2 separate regions of the Rattus norvegicus genome follow, and region 2 is linked to region 1. Evidence: chromatin contacts called from public Hi-C data. All regions are on one chromosome and are shown on one strand. The core of a region is the stretch at or near the end of the contact, and the rest is flanking DNA. Distances in the headings are between cores, read along the strand shown. Region 1 holds the start of Maml2 (mastermind-like transcriptional coactivator 2). Region 2 overlaps Maml2 (mastermind-like transcriptional coactivator 2).

The links. Hi-C and Micro-C count contacts between places; a contact is called where the count stands out from the background.
Region 2: a contact with region 1 is called in a Hi-C map of the A7r5 cell line, with 2.0 times the contacts expected there. The contact joins the enhancer-like site here to the promoter of Maml2 in region 1. A contact is called at or near these places in 4 of 12 Hi-C or Micro-C datasets (the A7r5 cell line, Schwann cells, hepatocytes and 1 more).

The regions. Positions count from the first base shown.
Region 1 is chr8:18,550,648-18,555,786 of GRCr8, forward strand. It overlaps Maml2 (mastermind-like transcriptional coactivator 2), which reads left to right and starts at 1,833. Exons shown (of 5, transcript XM_008765997.4): 1 at 1,833-2,333. The coding sequence starts at 1,833. It also overlaps a transcript of Ccdc82 not described here.
Region 2 is chr8:18,582,127-18,587,723 of GRCr8, forward strand. All of the region lies in intron 1 of Maml2 (mastermind-like transcriptional coactivator 2), which reads left to right. It also overlaps a transcript of Ccdc82 not described here. Among named protein-coding and RNA genes, the nearest start is that of Maml2, 32 kb to the left of the region's middle. Within about 2 kb of position 4,160, at least 60 of the 93 cell types and tissues checked have an H3K27ac peak or open chromatin away from gene starts, as enhancers often do. A contact at or near this core is called in the A7r5 cell line and Schwann cells, where this site is marked.

The DNA of each region.
Region 1 (5,139 bases), core at 583-3,082:
CAGCCAGCGGTGGACTTCCCTCTCTGCACCTCACAGCAATCACTGACCAACTTCCTCACCGTGCTAATGAGCTTTTACTCTAGGCTCACCCAGCTCTTGTTGGGGTGCTCAGTGGTGTCGTTTACAGCTTATTGAAAAGCGAAAATCATATCCTCAGGAGGGCGGACTGCGAGCCTGGAAGGGGAAAAATACAGTCCCTGACTGGGAGTTTCTTCAGCATTGAGAGCTGCTCGAACACTTACGAGGAGACTGGGGAATTTCCCCAATCTTCCCCCCACCCCAGCACCCAGGCTGAGGCTGAGGCCAGAGCCAGCCTAGAGAGATGCTGTTCCGGAGGGTTTGCCTCTTCAGCCACTGGGAGGCCTCTGCACTCCGTTCCCCGGCGCCTGGCTGCGATTACTCACTGGAGCAGCGGCACCAGCCTTCCACCAGGGAGCCGGAGCTCCCGCCCTCCTCCCCCATCTGCAGCCTGCTGGCTCCCTCTCTCCCTCTGTCTCACTCACTCTCTCTCTCTCTCTTTCTCTCCCTCTCGTATCGCAGCACAATGAAAGCCTGTGTTTCGCCGTGAGTCCGAGGAGCGGGAGTCGGTGTCAGGAAAGCGCTCGGAAGGGACCTGAAAGAGAAAGGAAAATACAAGCGACTTTTTTTCTTCTCCCCCCCCCCCAATCTATAACGCGAAGCATTACAAGAGATAGAGCCACATTGCCTTTGGGAGTCCAGACCCTCTGAGGCACTGGCCCGGCGTGGAATGTACAAAAGTGGACAGAAAAGTGGCTGGACATGACTCGGTGCAATTTGCTGGAAGTTTGTAAGTTTGACCATCGTTTGTAAATTACTCTCGGAAGACTTTGTCTCTCTTGATACTGTGTTAGAATAGAAGTGGGGGGTGAGGAATTAAAATTAAGTGGGAAAGGGGGAAATGTGTTGAAGGAGCTCTCTCGGTAGCCAGCCACTTGAGCCTGCTTTCATTTAAGACTAAGAAACCTAAGAGGGGATCGGGATTTTTGCCGGTGATTGGATTAGCTTGAAGAAAAGAGCATGGTTCTGAAGTCCAATTACAGACGTTGTTAAGACTGAAAAGCTGTCTTCTTTGGGGAGAAGACTGCATCCTACTCTACCCCCAAGAAGGAGAAAGCACCAACACCGGAGGGAGAGAAAGGGACGGAGAAACCAACATAGTCTTCCTGGATTTCGCACAGTTTGAACATGACTTCAGAAGCCTTGGGAAACAGTCCTGTTGTTTATTTTTTAACCTGAGTAAAAGTGAAGGCTGCCGGTTCATAGCCCCCGGGAGAAATGTGTTTCTCTGCAGAAACACCCCTATAAATAATTTCCCGAAAAAGCGAGGTGAGGGGGAGCCCGGATCTCTATTAATGACTCTTCTGATTCCTTTTGCTATGTGCTTCTGCTTCTTCCTTGACAATCCCTGAATTCTTGAACGGTCCCCCAGACTTTGTGTTTACTAAGTACCTAGAGGCTCTTGTCAGCCTGGTAGGGGAGAAAAAAAAATCTACCAACTCTGTCCAACTTCTCCTGAGCTGTCAAATGCAATTAGAGTAAGTTGATCAGGGTTTGTTTCCAACTTCCTCTCTCCAATTGGTTTCTAATCTTTCTCCCCACCCTGTTGTTACTCGCTCCCCTCCCCCACACCTTCTCCACTGCCTCCCCACTCTCTGAAGACCCCTCCCCCACACCTTCTCCACTCTCTCCCCACCCTCAGAAGACCTCTATTCATGTGGCCCTGAACACTGAAACCCGCTTTGCCCGCAATAGCCAACACCAGCCTCTTGCACCTCACCACACCAGAGGCAGTAATCATTGTGTCCAACAAGATGGGGGACACAGCGCCCCCGCAGGCCCCCGCAGGAGGGTTGGGGGGGGCTTCTGGGGCGGGGCTCCTTGGAGGGGGTTCAGTCACCCCGAGAGTGCACAGTGCCATTGTGGAACGCCTGCGGGCTCGCATTGCTGTCTGCCGACAGCACCACCTGAGCTGTGAAGGACGCTATGAACGTGGTAGGGCTGAGAGCTCAGACCGAGAAAGGGAAAGCACCATGCAGCTTCTTAGCCTGGTCCAGCATGGCCAGGGGGCAAGGAAGGCTAGCAAACATGCTAAGGCTACAGCCACGACTGCCACCACCACAGCCCCTCCACCGCCCCCTACCGCCCCTCCTGTGGCCTCCCAGGCAGCAAGCACAGCCCCACCACCTCCACCAGACTATCACCATCACCATCAGCAGCACCGGCTGACCAGTAATGATAACGGTGGGATAAACCGAGAGCAGCAGCCGCCAGCTTCGACCCCGGGGGACCAGCGGAACTCAGCCCTGCTTGCGGTAAGGCACCTGGTTTTCTCCTATGATTCTGGCTGTAGTCATGTGGCCTTTTGCGAAGGTGGTGGCTGTCTTGGCCTCGTATGGACTGGATGGCCATGAAGAAGGCCAAGATAGCAGTCGCTCAAAAGCCGCTGGGTATGCGAATGTGGTTGTAAGCTCTCACTGTCAAAGCCACCAGGGCTTGCTCATTGTCATTGTCCTACACCCAAAGGGTGTTCCTCGAGAGGTAAGAGCCTGGGTTCTCCAGAGGCTCACAGTCTAGTTTGTGAAAGAAGACCTTACAGCTGGGAAACCCTTGAGAACCCTGCTGCTTTACATACTGGCTCTGATTAGGCCCAGGAAGACATTCTTTACTTGACAGGAACTTAGTTCAGATGACCTGTTCATCTTGCTCCATGCCCCTTCCCCTTCTGTGACCTTTCCCTGGAGTTAAGGGGTGTCTGTGATTGACTATTACATAGGTGTTCCCACAGTTTTAAACAAAAACATGAGGAAAATACCTCACAGACAGATACTGCAGGAAAGCTTGGGAAGAGGACTACCAGGATTCTCATAGGCTCCCACCACAGGCCCCAATTCAGTCTTTATTCTGGACCCTCCAATTAAGGCTGGGATGTCCCAGCACTTGTGGAAGAGACTGACGACTGTTTACCGTAGTTCTAGGAAGCACCTTGTCTTTAGTCCCTACTGGTAACAGCACACCAAACCCTAAAGCCTGAGTAATTTTCTGACTGGAAGTGCTTCCTCAGAGGCTCAGACAACAACCCCCACCCCCAAGCACACACGCCACACAGAGCAAAGAGCTTTGAGTCATCAGTCTTGGTCAGGTGACCCCCTGCTTGTAGTGTTCAGGCTTCCCACACACTGCTCTGCCATGAGCCTTTCAGCAGAAGTAGGAAGCCAAGCCCACAGGCTTCTCCCGCTAAGCTAAGAGGTTCTGTGACTGCTCCCGGGACAACTGCAGTCAGCCTAAGCCAAGCCTGATGAGAGACACCCGACAGATCATGGGCATGGAAGCCCCAAAACATCCAGAAAGCCCCAAGGAGGGATGGCACTAAGAAGCTCCTGAGGAGGAGAGGGCCTGTTCCAGCCGGCCCACTGCTTCTTCCTGGCTGCTCTCCCCATGTCCTTCGTCTGTGGTGATTCCCATAGTTCCCAGAGCTTTCTGTTCTTCCTCCCCAGAAGGCAAACGTTTTTCCTTGGGCCACCTAGAACTGTGACTCTGGGTCCCCCAGATCCAGATGAAACTGCTGTCTATAATTAAACTGGCCTGGGCTTTATCCTTGAATGAAACTATTCAGTTTGTATTCGTTTCTAGGCCTGTATTCCTCTCTTGCCCACCTGCTCCATCCTCACTTCTCCCTGGAATTCCCAGCTAAGGGGAAGTTTGTCTTCTGAAAGAGGGGTGCTGGGGAGAAGAAAGAGGGGGAAGAATGAGGTTTGTGTGCATGTGCGTGTCACCAGCATCTGCAGCCAAAAGTAACTAAATGCCTTGATTGTCCCCAGTAAATTTATAATCTGTCTGCAAGTCTCCCAATAATGTGGCTTTGTGTGCTTCAGAGTCTCCTGGTGAGTGCTTCTGGGGATGATTCCGAGAGCCAGGCACCCTGGCCAACCCCAGAGGGGAAGCCTGATCTGCCCTGGGTGCCAAGCCTAGAGGAGCCCACAGGGTGGACTTTTCCTGCGGCTCTCCCTCCCAGCCTCCTCATTTCCCCCAAGGCCCTCCTTGGTTTTTGCTTCTGTCCCATTGGGAGGAAAGTTGATAAAGTTCTCTTTCACTGGAGTGTTACAGGATGCAAAATGAAACCAGCTTCAGTGGTTCTTGTAACTTTACGTATGTTCGTAGCCTTGCCTGAGGTGTCAGAGAACAAAGGCATGGTGTCTGGCCTTTCTCCACTAAACAGTTTGCAGTTGCAAAAGCTGAAGGTGTTTGCTGTGCCACCCTTTCCCAGGGACTCACTTTTCTCTCTCCCTCCGACCAACCAAGTCTGAGATAGCCTCTAGCTGGAATACCCTCCCTGAGTGTAGGCATGAAGCCAGGGGTGGCGGGGGTTAGTGTACGTTAGGTGAGGAGGTGACGTCTCCGTTCTCATGCTCACCCCTAGATTAGCCTGTGTGGTATCCCAAGGGTTGCACTGACACCCTTTTGTAGTTACTGGGTCGCCCTCTGTACTTAAACTTTTCCATGTGAGGCTCTGTTTCTTCCCATGCTACTCTGCTCTGAGAGGCAAGTTCTGCCTAAAGCTACTGCTGCTGCTGTCTAGAGGGGAGAAGGACCAGACATTCAAGCGTCTCGTCCAGAGACTCTCACTTTGCTCAGACACCTCTCGTGTTGAGAGCGATGTTAATAATCTCAGAGGACCTCCGCCGAGATTGCGTGTCAGAATTCTTAATGTTATTGCATAGGCAGATTTATGTGGTCTGGCTGTGTTGAGTGTAACACTTTGCTGGCTAATGTGTATGCTATAAGTGCCTGCAAACGCCCTTTGGAGAAGGGGAAAGTATTGATCACTTAAGTTAAAATACACGTGGTGTACCCTGGTGAAGTTCTGTAACCAGCACGCGCTGTGCGGCAGTGCCTTGGGCATCGTCAGTACTGCTTCCCAAAGAAAGGTGACAGGACAGCTTCTGCTCAGAGGGATAAGCTTGTTTCTGAGGGGTGTTCTATGCAAAGAGGATATACTGTCCGGACTCTTTAATAGCCTGAGTGTGAAGAACAATGCAAGAAGAACCTCTAAGTCAGTTCTAATTCTGTCCACTTGAGAGCCTAATTCTGCTACCCTTGCTCAGCCAGTTTCTTCATTTA
Region 2 (5,597 bases), core at 2,910-5,409, 34 kb after region 1:
TAGCAACTTATAGCTTACAGTTTGCTTACTTGGTTGGTTGCTGTAACAACCATGGGCGATCAGACACTAGAGATAGCTTCTTTACACGAAAGTGAACCAGATTGACTTAGACAGAGCAAAAAAAGGTCAAATCGATGGATCCTTTAGTCCAGTGTTTTCTTGTTAGAACATCTCTCTATGTAGCCCAAAAGTGCCTTGAACTTCTAATTCTCTTGTTTCAGCCTTCTAAGGACTAGCTCTCCCATCCTGAGACTCCATACATGACCCGTCCCAGCATTTTCATAGTATATAAGATAGTGTGTTACAAAAGCTACAGGGATAATCATATTGCCAACTTAAGAACAAGAAAGGAGAGTGTTACATGCTCTTGCTTTAGTAATTTGCTTATTAGAGAAGCTATCCATAAATGTGTGCTTGGTGAATAGGGTCACAATGCCTTTTTTCCTTCAATACTGAGCATCCCTAACTCATGTAGGGCACTGTGACTGCTTGAATGATGGTTTTGGGATCCCATTTGTTCTGGCAGTTTCAGGTCACATTGGGTGAGGTTTGGCATGCGCTAATCATGCCCAAGGTAATAAAGCTAACAAAATGGGGTCACCATGGCACTTTCTTGTGAAAATTAATCTCAAAGGTTATATTCATATATTTATCTCTCCTAAGTAGCTGACTTTTACATTCCGAGTTTTAGATTACTTAGTAAATCTTTAATTTTTGAGACAATATGAGTTAGTGCTATTTTTTCAGAGTGGAATTTTCTTTCAGACATAATTACAGAATAAACTGAGCCATTGATATGACTTCTGGGCTCTAAATATGATAATAAGTAATCTTGATGTTTTTCCTCATACAGTTTGGAAACTTAAAGAGTCTTGTACATTATCTACGCGGTAGACAGAATATCAAAACTGCTACAAACATGAGTATTGGAATGCAGAGTGTCAGACCTAGGGAGATGTGTCCAGTTCCCAGCAACCACATGTTGGCTCATAATGCCCTCTCTGGCCTCCTTGGGTACCAGGTACACATGCGGTACACATACATACATACATGCAAGCAGAACACTTTATATGCATAAAATAAAAATAGACAAGTCTTTAAGAATCTAAGATTCACTTTTAATTGAACAACTCGGGGAAGTAATTTCATCCAAAGGCTCAACTTCTCTTTCCATCAAGCGATGTATACTAGGGCCTGCCTCACAGCAGTGTTGCTGGGAAGATTCTGTGGGAAGGTGGAGATGGTACCTAGTAATGTTAGATATCACCGTCATCACTATACCATCCCTTTCTTTCACGATAGATTCCAAGGTCTTAAAACTAGGCTAGATGCAGCTGTCCCTGCAAATGACCTGGTCATAGGTAACACTGAATAAATATAGCTGCGGACAAAATAGTATATGGTAAACTAAAAGCTTGCAGTTACTGGAGTCTTTCTATGAAATCACATCTGTGGGGTTAAACTGGGGGTGATTTTGGAGCCTTGGCCTCAGAGTGTGACTGCATTATCGAGTACTAAAATCCAGAGGCCTTCCGATCTGAACATCAGACAGAATTGAATTACTCACCTCTGTGGGAGTCATTTGCTCCAAAAGGCTGAAAACATTTGTCCAGAACTTTCAACACTTTGCCAGGAGACACCACTAAGGACACTTGGTTCTTTTTCTTTTCCTCTTTTTAGCTCTGTTTTGATTAATTTGGCCAATAATTTTTATTTCACTTATTTTATTTCACTTATTTTAATTCAGTTATTCAGTGAATTATCTTGTTTGCTTTATTTGCGTGTGTATGAATTGAGGTGTATGCCCATGAGTACAGGTACCTGTGGAAGCCGGAAGTGGGCACTGGACTGCCTGGAACTAGAGTTCTAGGTGGATGTTAGCCATTGGGCATGAGTGCTGGGAACCGAAATCTGGTCATCTGTAAGGGCAGCAGACACTTTTAACTTCCGAGCCATCTCTTCTGCCTTTGTTCTGACGTCTTCGTGTTTGGACAGAAGTACACAGAGCAGAAGCACGCAGAACATACGTGCTTCCCTGAACTGCGCACAAATGAGAATCTTTCATCTCCTAAGTGTTTGCTCCATGTCTATTATGTGTAAGGCAGCATGGTACGGATGTGATCTCTGACCTCAAAGATTTTAGGTTCTATTAAGGACCTGGAGGAAACAAAGCAAACGTACTTCAAAAATAAACCAAAATAACACAACACCAAGGCTTCCCCCATGGAGACTCCTTTCTTTAGATTTTAGCTAAATCAAGTGACTAGGTATTATTCATGGAAATGGTTTTGAGACATGTCTTCTGAGAACATTGAACACTTCTAACTCATGCCTTTGTTCATTAATTTAACATTTTTATGTCCAAAGTAGGTTTCGGTTAAAGCCTCCCGTAGTTACACTGATTGTTTAGGGGAATGATTGGATAATGGAGAATACAGTACAATCTGCTATGAGGTTGAAAAGCTGATGCCAGCACTTAGAATGATATCATACTAGTCAGCATAGGAAGCCTAAGTGAGTGTGTGCTCTTAACGTGTTCATGCCAAGTCAAGGACTCTAGCCTTGGACTCATGGGAAAATGGCAAAGCCTTCCCCTTCTAAGGCTCAGAGAAATGGCAAAGCCTTCCTTTTGTCCATGTGCAGATGTTGATGGAGTGTAGAAAATGTTCACCATAGCATTCTCCTCCAGAAATGGTCCCCTAAAGAGACTGCTCCTACTGAGATTAGCTAAGCCATCGCTTTGCTCTGCTGTATAGCCCTACCTCCCTGTTTATGTATATGTAATAACCCCGCCTCTTTTATCGGCTGTATGATAAAACTTTGACTCCTGTTCAACTGTATAAAATAAACACAGTGAGCTTTTTGGAGAGAGAAAAGGCTGTGGTTTTCCTATCAGAGACTCCAGTCACCCAAACCTTAGCTATTTCTGTGTATCTATACGTTTGTCTTTCTCCATTCTCTCGCCACCTCAGTCAGGTCCAAGTCCCTGGAGCCTTGCAAGGATATGACACAATAATTTAAATTGTCACTGAAACAGACCTTGATGGCTAGCATTTAAATACATAGAGTCTTGAGTGGCATACCAGTTGCCCATATGTCTGTTTGAAAGGCTTCCATTCCACTCCAGAATTCTGCTACGGTTTAGCAAACCCCTGGATTCTACTCCCCTCCTGGTTTAAGATATCACCTTCAATTAGTATACTATACTTTTTTTTATATCCAGTAACACCCCAACTCTCTTCAAATGGCATGCCATCAAGGCTGAGTTCAATTCTGATGTCAGGCGTTCCTACATTTTTCTACAGCACTGTATAAATGCTGAGTCTACAACTGCAAAAAGGCCAGCGTCCTCTGTGATGGTGTGGAGAGTTTTTGCCACAACTCCAGAGGGGAGACAATCAAAACTTAAAAATTACAAGAAATGTGACCTTATGCCCACCCATAAATCCCACCTACCTATGAGTCACAGTCATTTGTTTCCCTGTGCTTTGTAGATCATTGTAATGAGTGGACAGAAGTCAGATTACTGTAGGAGAGATTAGCATTGTGGGGAATTTGAGGGAAACAGACACTTTATATGAGTCGCCTCAAGGATACCAGTCAAATCTAAAAGGAGGGTATAAAGGAGATGCCACCCAGCCTGCTACTGAAGCACCTTGCCCCAGAGCAGACCTGCCATTCCTGTTGGAGACACAGCTGGCTGAAAGCGGTTCCAACTTTGCAGACTCAGGCATGTATGGGAGCTGCAGCTTTAAGATGGCTCTCCCTCAGGCTGTGCGGAGCCCCTGGGCTGGATGTGAATGGGAGTTTTGTATGAAGGTTGTGGTTGAGCCAGGGCCACTTGGTAATCCGGGCAGCGAGACCATTAATCCTTCGGAATATACTTTACACACAGCTCCTCGCTCTTCTTTCAGAGTGGAAGCATAAGGAAAACTCTCCAAGCTTATCCTGCTTTGATCTCACTTTAAGTTCAGTGCTGAGGGTGAGCGGATCCACAGCACTATGTCCTTTCATATATGGTAATTAGCCCTGTTCTCTGGGCGGCCATGGTGATATCCTGCGCTGCTGGCAAGGGGGAGCAGGAGTGGGGAGCAGAGCAATTGTTTGCTGTGTTGGTGACTGTGATGTTGCCATGGGAAAGCTCAGGACTTCAGGAGAGTTTGTGTTTTGTTGGGCGAGATGCCAAGCTTCTGTGACTTATTACAGCACCATGAGTGAGCTGAGGGAGTGCACAGAACAGATCCTATGTAGTCACAAAGCGCAGGATGGCTCTCAGACCAGGACCCGACGAAGAATGGGTGTTTGCTTTATTTAGGCTCAGCAGTTATCGGCAGATCCAGCATTTTGGTGATCTATGGGATCAGCCCTTTAGTTTTGGAGGAGAACCAAGTCAATTCCTCGTGCCCACACCCACAAAGAAGCAAAACTATGTACATATAAAGAACCCTGGTAAAGATTACAATGCTGTCAGATAACCACTCCACCCATAATTCCCACCTGATCTCCATCCGGCACATGTTCACTGGATCAACTGCTTTAGTGTGAAAAAAATTAATTGATCAAGACGGTATCTTTCAAATAGAGTCTCTAGACTGGCTCTTCTGGACTTCTGCTGATGCAGGGGAGTTGGACATTTGACCTTCTGATTTAACCCAGAACCTGATCTAACCTGATCAAGTCTGCATGCATCATCAACCATTACTGAAAGCGGGAGATTTCTTCATGTAAAAATTTCATATCTAAGTTTACATAAAAGAAAGTTTTGGAGCTTCGTGAACTGTGTTGCTCTTTCAGATAATCAAGGCCCCCCTGTAGCAGCAGTCCTCTCAGCCCTTCAGGTCCAGATCAGGACTCCACTGTGCTCTGTGCCCGTAGACATTGCCTAGAAGTTCTCTTGGAGCCCAGTCTTTTGAAGAGTTCTCATCCATTCCAGAGAATTCTTGGAGAAAGAGAGAAGTTCACAGTTGTCCTTTCTAGCCTCAAACAGATACCAGCATACTCACCCTTCCCCTTCAACACTGTGGGCCGGGGAGGGCACGGTCAATGCAAAGCTTCAAGGAAAGGGCTCCATTTTCTCCAGAATGTACTTACAAACTTACAGGATCTGAGTACACATAAAGAGAGTCATGTTTCATGCGCTAAAATACTGGGACAAGCTCTCCACGGGACCTTTAAAGTTCGTTCTGTGGGAGCAGACCTGATGCCTTGGGATCTCCTTCCGCAGGGTTTGCTGCTTTGTCGGTTCACTTGGTTGCCAGGTTGGCTATTTTCTTTCACCCAGTTTGACCTGCAAGGGACAGCTTTTGCCCAGAGACAGATGTTTTCATCTCCCTTAACTTTCAGGGATTGGATTTCCAAGTTCTGGTAATATTCAGAAGAGTTAACCAAGAAAGTTGTGGAAACTTTTTCTAACAGGCAACATGTCCCCTTCGTGGGCGAGATGACTGGCTAGCAACTTAGAGGTCACCCAGGGCCCTGGAGAAATGGCCCATCCATTGGTGGGTTACATATTTAACAGGTTTCTCTCATTTAGTAGACTTTCAAGTTTATTTTATACAGGATAAATATTGCTTGTCCTTACAAGCAATTAAAGTTCA